Linked DNA regions of Hordeum vulgare: region 1 is linked to region 2. Evidence: chromatin contacts called from public Hi-C data. All regions are on one chromosome and are shown on one strand. Each heading gives the region's core, a stretch centred on a gene start, on an enhancer-like site or on the middle of the called end of the contact. The rest is flanking DNA. Distances are from core to core; before and after follow the strand shown.

What was found. A called contact is a pair of places that touch in the nucleus more often than the background predicts.
Region 1: a contact with region 2 is called in a Hi-C map of seedling, with 3 times the contacts expected there. The contact joins the promoter of LOC123427000 here to the enhancer-like site in region 2. A contact is called at or near these places in 2 of 6 Hi-C or Micro-C datasets (leaf and seedling) and 1 of 1 datasets of contacts at active chromatin or transcription factors (embryo).

Annotation. Positions count from the first base shown.
Region 1 is chr1H:129,594,858-129,598,308 of MorexV3_pseudomolecules_assembly, reverse strand. LOC123427000 (leucine-rich repeat extensin-like protein 4) reads left to right here and starts at 1,833. Exons shown (of 1, transcript XM_045110930.1): 1 at 1,833-3,451. The coding sequence starts at 2,074. The coding sequence ends at 3,300.
Region 2 is chr1H:129,342,094-129,345,651 of MorexV3_pseudomolecules_assembly, reverse strand. No RefSeq gene overlaps it. Among protein-coding and RNA genes, the nearest start is that of LOC123427000, 250 kb to the left of the region's middle. Within about 2 kb of position 2,006, at least 3 of the 3 cell types and tissues checked have open chromatin away from gene starts, as enhancers often do. A contact at or near this core is called in leaf and seedling, where this site is marked.

The sequences.
Region 1 (3,451 bases), core at 584-3,083, 250 kb before region 2:
ATTGGTTGTCCATATGATCGCCCATATGAGCGGGCACGGTCGTATGGAACACCGACTTTTGCTCTGTTTCCTCTTGTACGCCTCCAACTGATCTTCTCTGTCTTCCACTTTACTCCTTTCCATGTATCCGCTTGATTTCGTTCATAAATAGACCATTTCCCATGGAAACAAAATAAAGATAGGAGCTTTAGAATCCTTAGTATTTAGTAGTCATTAGTGACAACATCGAAGCAAATATCTCGGTTTTAATCAAAATATTTCATCGTCCTCGCCAACAACGATATTGGTTAGAGGACGATGAGGTTTTGGTTAGAGGAGTCTAAAAATAACACTCATCATCTATTCAGAGTTGTAGGTGTGTCTAGCTTTCATCTAGATGAGACATAACCCCTACAATGTTGGATTTAGAGGGTCATTTGTGAATTGTGAGGAGATAATGTAGGAGTTATATAAGACTATTAATTCACATCTAGATGAGAATTAATAAATCCGTAATATTTTTATATGGAATAGAGACCTTCGGGTCCTTGCCCTTATTAAAGGGGATTTTCTTTGTTTGCTTTATGGTTCCTAGTGCATACTTTACAAAAAGAATGTTAGATGCCACAGAAGTGTGATGTAAGAGCATCTACAACCAGACTTGGCAAATGTGCCCCTTATACGCTCGCGGGGGATCACTCGCTCTCTAGGCGGGTCACTCACTGGATATCATCCATGCCCGCGTACTCCGATATCATCCTTGCGTCCTATTCTGCCTACATCTGGGCCACATACCCCCTGCACCCTTGTCGCGTGTTCCGTTGTTGTCATCCTCGCTTGCTCATTCAAGAGGCTTTCGTCTATCTTCGCATCCTCCGGTCTCGTGCGATGTTCTCCGGCTTGCACGATGTAGCCGACGGGACGCCGATGAATGGGGCGGACGCAACCTCGGTCGCGACAGTCAGGGACGGGCTGGACAACATATCAACCGGCAGATCGACATCGGCGGTGAGGATCGAGAGCAAGGGTAGCGGACAACAAGGGCTCGGACGCGGAAAAGGATGAAGGGAAGCGGGAGGACGATTTGGCGCAATTTGTTATGGGTTAGGAATATGTGGTCCGACTTGGCAGTCGCGTCCGGTCTTTTTGTATTCGCTCTACATCTAAATTAAACATGAGGGGTGCTAGTTAGCTCAAGCATTTGAGGCTTGTTTTAGGTGTGTGTGGATTTTTATTTTTACAGGACCGTCTTTTTTAGGAGGTTTGGGGTGCCCGCTCTAAATTCCTCAACATTCATATGGATGAACGTGCTCCAACAATCCAAATTCCAGATTTTTCACTCTTAGAGCATGGTTAATAGTATGGCCAACTGTTGGCTATAAGACATCTTATAGCCCATCTTATAGCTAACTTGTACAATAGTTAGCTATAAAAGAATACTACTTTTATCATATATGGCCCATCTTTCATTCTCACAGAGTACCTAGGAGCACGTGCTAGAGCTGGCTCTTCACGAAAAGTCCGCTTCCCTTCTCTCTCCTCTTCTCTCTCAACCAACTTAGCAAAAATATAATATTTTATTCCTTACAACCTACTGACTTTACCTTATTGTACTTGCTCTTACTATTATGGACGCGATTACATTCCTACTCTGTGGATTGATTAGAAGTAGTACTAGCTTTGGATCATGCACGCCTCTGGCCATGTCCCGTAGAGTCCACTAAACCACTGAACCCACGCTATCAGGGCCATAATTACCGTAGTAGGAGTACTGTATTCCGGAGACAAATGCGGGGGACCCCAAGCCTACCATAAATCCTCTCCCCCCACCATAAATCTCCCCCCGCCGCGCCCCCTCCCCCCCGCTACGCGTCCCCCGCGAAACTCCCACCCCTCCTCGCTCTCCCTCTGAGCTGTGGCATAGCTGTCTTCCTCTCCCCACTTCCACCTCCACTCACCCCCCCCCCCCCCCCCCCCCCTCGTCCTCGCTCCTCCTCCGTCCATCCACTACCCAACTGCTGCCAAATCTTAGCGCCGCACCGAGCGGCTCCGTTTGGTTTCCTGGATTCTTCTGCGAGAAATCTAGGTGATTAGATGAGGACGGCCGCGGTGGTGCTGCTCCTCTGCTTTTTCGCCTTCGCCGGCAGCGGCGGGGGCGGTGCCGTATGGGCGGAAGGAGTCAGGGAGACGGCGGCTGTGGAGGTGGACCCTGCCTGGCGGTTCCCTAGCCCGCGGCTGCGGGACGCGTACGTCGCGCTGCAGACGTGGAAGCAGCAGGCCATCTTCTCCGACCCCAAGAACCTCACCGGCGACTGGGTGGGCCCCGGGGTCTGCAGCTACACCGGCGTCTTCTGCGCGCCCGCTCCGTCGTCGGGCGAGCTCGCCGTCGCCGGGGTCGACCTCAACCACGGCGACATCGCGGGTTACCTCCCGTCCGAGCTCGGCCTCCTCTGCGACCTCGCGCTGCTCCACCTCAACTCCAACCGCTTCTGCGGCCTCGTGCCCGACACCTTCCGCCGGCTCGTCCTCCTCCACGAGCTCGACCTCAGCAACAACCGCTTCGTGGGCGCGTTCCCCACCGTCGTGCTCCAGATGCCGTCCCTCAGGTTCCTCGACCTCCGCTTCAACGACTTCGAGGGCGGCGTTCCGCGGGAGCTATTCGACCGCCCGTTCGACGCCATCTTCCTCAACCACAACCGCCTCCGCTTCCAGCTCCCCGACAACTTCGGCAATTCGCCCGTGTCCGTCATCGTCCTCGCCAACAACGACTTCGGCGGCTGCCTCCCGGCCAGCCTCGGCAACATGTCCGACACGCTCAACGAGATCCTCCTCATCAACAACGGCCTCACTTCGTGCCTCCCGGCCGAGGTCGGGATGCTCCGGGAGGTGACGGTGTTCGACGTCAGCTTCAACGCCCTCGCAGGGCCGCTGCCGCCACAGGTGGCCGGGATGCAAAAGGTGGAGCAGTTCGACATTGCGCACAACCTGCTGTCGGGGACCGTGCCGGAGGCCGTGTGCGACCTCCCACGGCTCAAGAACTTCACCTTCTCCTACAACTTCTTCACCGGCGAGCCGCCATCCTGCGCGCGCGTCGTGCCTGCCGACGGCGACCGCCGGAACTGCCTCCCCGACCGCCCCGCCCAGCGCATGCCGCAGCAGTGCGCCGCTTTCTATGCCCGCCCACCCGTCGACTGCGCAGCTTTCCAGTGCAAGCCGTTTGTCCCACCTCGGCCACCCCCACCGCCAGCATACCCCGGCCCGTTGCCACCAGTATACCCCATGCCATACGCGTCGCCGCCGCCGCCTCCACGCTACCGATGATTCTTTGGCAAGAGAAGCGTTTGCCAGTTTCACTTTCCCTTGCCGCACCCCTCGACGCCGGTGTGGAAGAGCGAGGGGAGCTCACCGTCACAAAAGTACGTGGTCATTGTTGTTCGTGGATTACCAGTTCTTGATTGATAGCTACCGGCGT
Region 2 (3,558 bases), core at 757-3,256:
AGCTCAGGTTGCCTCACTTGGGTCTTGGCCATTCTCTCTGAGGTGTGATTTATCATTGATTAGACACGGAATTAAAGGAACATTCGAGGAACAACTTTCAAGCTGGATTGACCAGAACCTCCCTTGAATCATGTTATCATAGGGTTTCAAAAAAACAGAAGTAGGATAAACTTTTGTATTTAGTTGGCAGACTTGTTTTATGTACCTTTTATTCTACCGTAGAACGATTGTTCTACGGGTTTGGTTAAAAAAATCTGAATTTTCAATCAATTCACGTGCTTCTATCTAACATGATATGGATTGTGCATAACTCCTAGCGTGCTAGAAAAATATTTATAAAGAATGGGAATCCTCAGCGCAATGCATACCAGGACAACATGTTACCCTTTTTTCAGTTTTAGTGACATTTTATCTTCCTTTATTCATCTTCATGGCCAAAGTCATTATTGTCCTTGGTGCTTTTCAGTGTAGAAGAAAACCAAACTCACTTGGGCTAATTTGCAGGCCTAGGTATGCAAGAGGAGGAACTCGACAAATACACGTGCAAGCTCACATTGATCAATCAAGGTTAGCTTTTCTTTACACTACTTTTTGAATATTTATGAAGAGGTGTAGCACTTTGTTAGGCACAGATTAATACTTCCTATGTCCGTGGGTGACAATGTTGTTTCGTCTCCCCTCTATCTACCACTATATCATATAGTGGATGGATATTTGAATTTGTTTTATGAGTGCACATGTTTTTTTTCTTTTTCCTTGTGGTGTATGCAATGATACTACATGGCTTGAAAGGAGCATCATATCCTGATTCATATGCACAAAAATTCAAGTTTTGCTTCATTTTTAGTTTATAATGCATACCGTTTTCTTCAACAATCAACAATCAGCCTGTAGTAGGTATTCATAAGAATAAAATATGTGTGAACACTCCCCGCAAAAAAAATATGTGTGAGCACGATTTATAAGGATAATTGTGCATATGTTTATATGGACATGAACTATATATATCTTTAAAAAATTGAACAGTGTTTTGTCTTCTTCTTTTCGCGGGTTAATTGAACAGTTCCTCTGGGAGGGCCAGAGCCTGGTCCTACCTTAACATCGACTTTTTGGGCGAATCCGTCCATTGTGCTCAATTGCACCAATTTGGAGGATAGATCGATGTGGACGACTAGCTAGATGATGGGCAGCATGTGCAGCTACGAGACGTGAATCGTGACACCATCCCGGTGAGTGGCGAGCGAGGAAAGGAAAGCTTGAGGGAGAAACTTTAGTTTCCAGAAGCCCCACTTGCTCGTCCCAGCATGTCAAGATTTTCTTTTCTGGCAAACAGGTCCTTTTTAGTTTCCCAACAGAAAAAACTGCGCGCGCCTTTCGGTGCCACGCAACGGCGCAGGCCATGTGAGCCCGTCCGCCAAAGGCGACCCACGACGACTGTTCTACTCGCAGCGCTGCGCGTGCGCTGCAGTGCCGTGCAGCTATGGCCACTGCATGCCCACTCATGGCCAACAGCTGCGCCACCTGCCATAGTGTTTGCTCCAAGCCAAGTTTACCAGAGGACAAAGCAAACAAACCTTTCCATAGTCAGAAGGTCAACTGGATCCGCTCTGTGACTCGTGCAGGGTTCAGGAACCCATATGCATGCGCGGTCAAAATGGAAGGGATGCTAAAAACTCAATCATCAGGTTATCAAGCGCAGTATCTGGGTGCATTTTGCGGCGACCGACAGCTCGATTTCGTGCAAATGCAAGTGTTGGTGGTACGTTTTGAGGGCCGTCGGTGTGTGAGCGTGACCATGCGTGTCTCGCACCGACACCGGTGCACGGAGGCTATTGATTAACCGAGTTAGTACTAGTAGTAGCGTTCGATACCTGAACACGGGTCATCTTGCCTATGACTATGAGCTCAAACTGTGATGTGATCCCCCCATTCTCGGATGAGTTAAGGGGCAAAGAAACAGCAACTCGCAAAAGACGGTAGGTATGGCAGGCATGGCAAGGGAGCGGTGTAGAACGAGACACGGTTGTGCAAAAGAGGGCGGTAGGTATAGGACGGCTGGAAGGCATTTGGTATAACTGCTAGCTAGCTAGCTAGAGTGTCATCGCTTTGGTATCTGATTCTGTTCGTAAGATCAAGTACACTTATTCAGTAACCAGAACAATCTGCTGGTCACAAACACCACACATGCATGGTTTGATCGTTCATAGTGGACGCGCGCCTAGGCTAGGCTAGCACTGCAGGTACCATATGCTAATATGATTGACGGCCTAATTAAGGTTGTGTTGGTGTGTTTGCATTATTTCTGAAATTATTTTAAGATTTCGGGCGATGCCCATTTACTGGAAGAAGATTTTTCGTTGATGACGAGTCAACTACGGTGTTTATAAATCTTAAGATGATATGATAACTCAGTTTTTTAAAGGTGTTCATATGGGTATGATGTGTGTGTACGTTACATGTTTGTCCCGCGATGCTACACCCTCTCCTAGATCCACTCTTTGTGCGACCTCTCGAGGTCCTCTCTAACCGCTTCTCCCCTTGACAGTCGATATGTTTTGCGGCTGCTGCTCCCTTGTAGTTTCCTCCCCAATGACACAACCCGATCTTGTTGGTGTTATGCTCCTAGCCGGGGTTGTGGATGTAGCCGTTGTGGCCAGGCTAGAGTCATGCTTGTTGATGCTTGTGGGCCTGCCTCCTTGTAGGCGAGCCTCTTCGTCTTTGACAACCGTTTTCCTAGCGACGACTGCCTTCGTCCTTAACGATGGTGTGGCGGGTGCGTGAAGCCTTGCAATGATCCCTTTGCCGACGTTGCTTCCACCCGGACGACCCTAAACCTACACCGTCCAGTGTCCACGGTTTTGTGGGCCTCCTCTCTCGGTGTGGTTTCGTCCTTGACGATCAAGTAGCTACATCTTTTCAAGCTTCCTCGGGTTGTCGGTATCTTAGTAGCTCTGCCCCCTACGTCCCCTTGAGTTCCTAGGTCGTTGGCATCATCGATCGTTGTTGCTTTCTATGCGCCGACTCTATCTGCCCCGCCACCTCCCCGACCGTGCCCACCTCCACGTCTCACATTGTAACAGTCCCAAAGCCTGTACCCGATCGCAAGTGTAGAGCCCACCCCTCCTAGGTGGCGGTTCCGACCAACTACTTTACTTCCTAATCTTTGACTCCCGATCAAACGACCATGAGATTGCTCAGAATTAGAGAAGGGTGAAATCCGTACTTGGTTTGTCGATGATAGTAGCGGGGAGACTCACTTGTGTTGTTTCCTTTCTTGGAGACGCTCACATGGCCTTTAAATGCGCCCCACTTAAAGCTCATGGGAATCCTTATGTCCAGTTCTTTGAGCACGATAAACCAAACTACCCACGTCCATACAACAAATTCAAGTGCACGGAAAATAGACATAAGTCTCCTGGGTCAACAACACAAACATGCCCTAAATGAAAAGGAAAAAGAAACCACCATGTGGCCAAAAAACCGAACATGGTGAAGTAAGGCGGTGCCCTCACGTAATTAGTGAGTCCCTAATGCAACCTAGAGAGTGGGTCTCGGTTC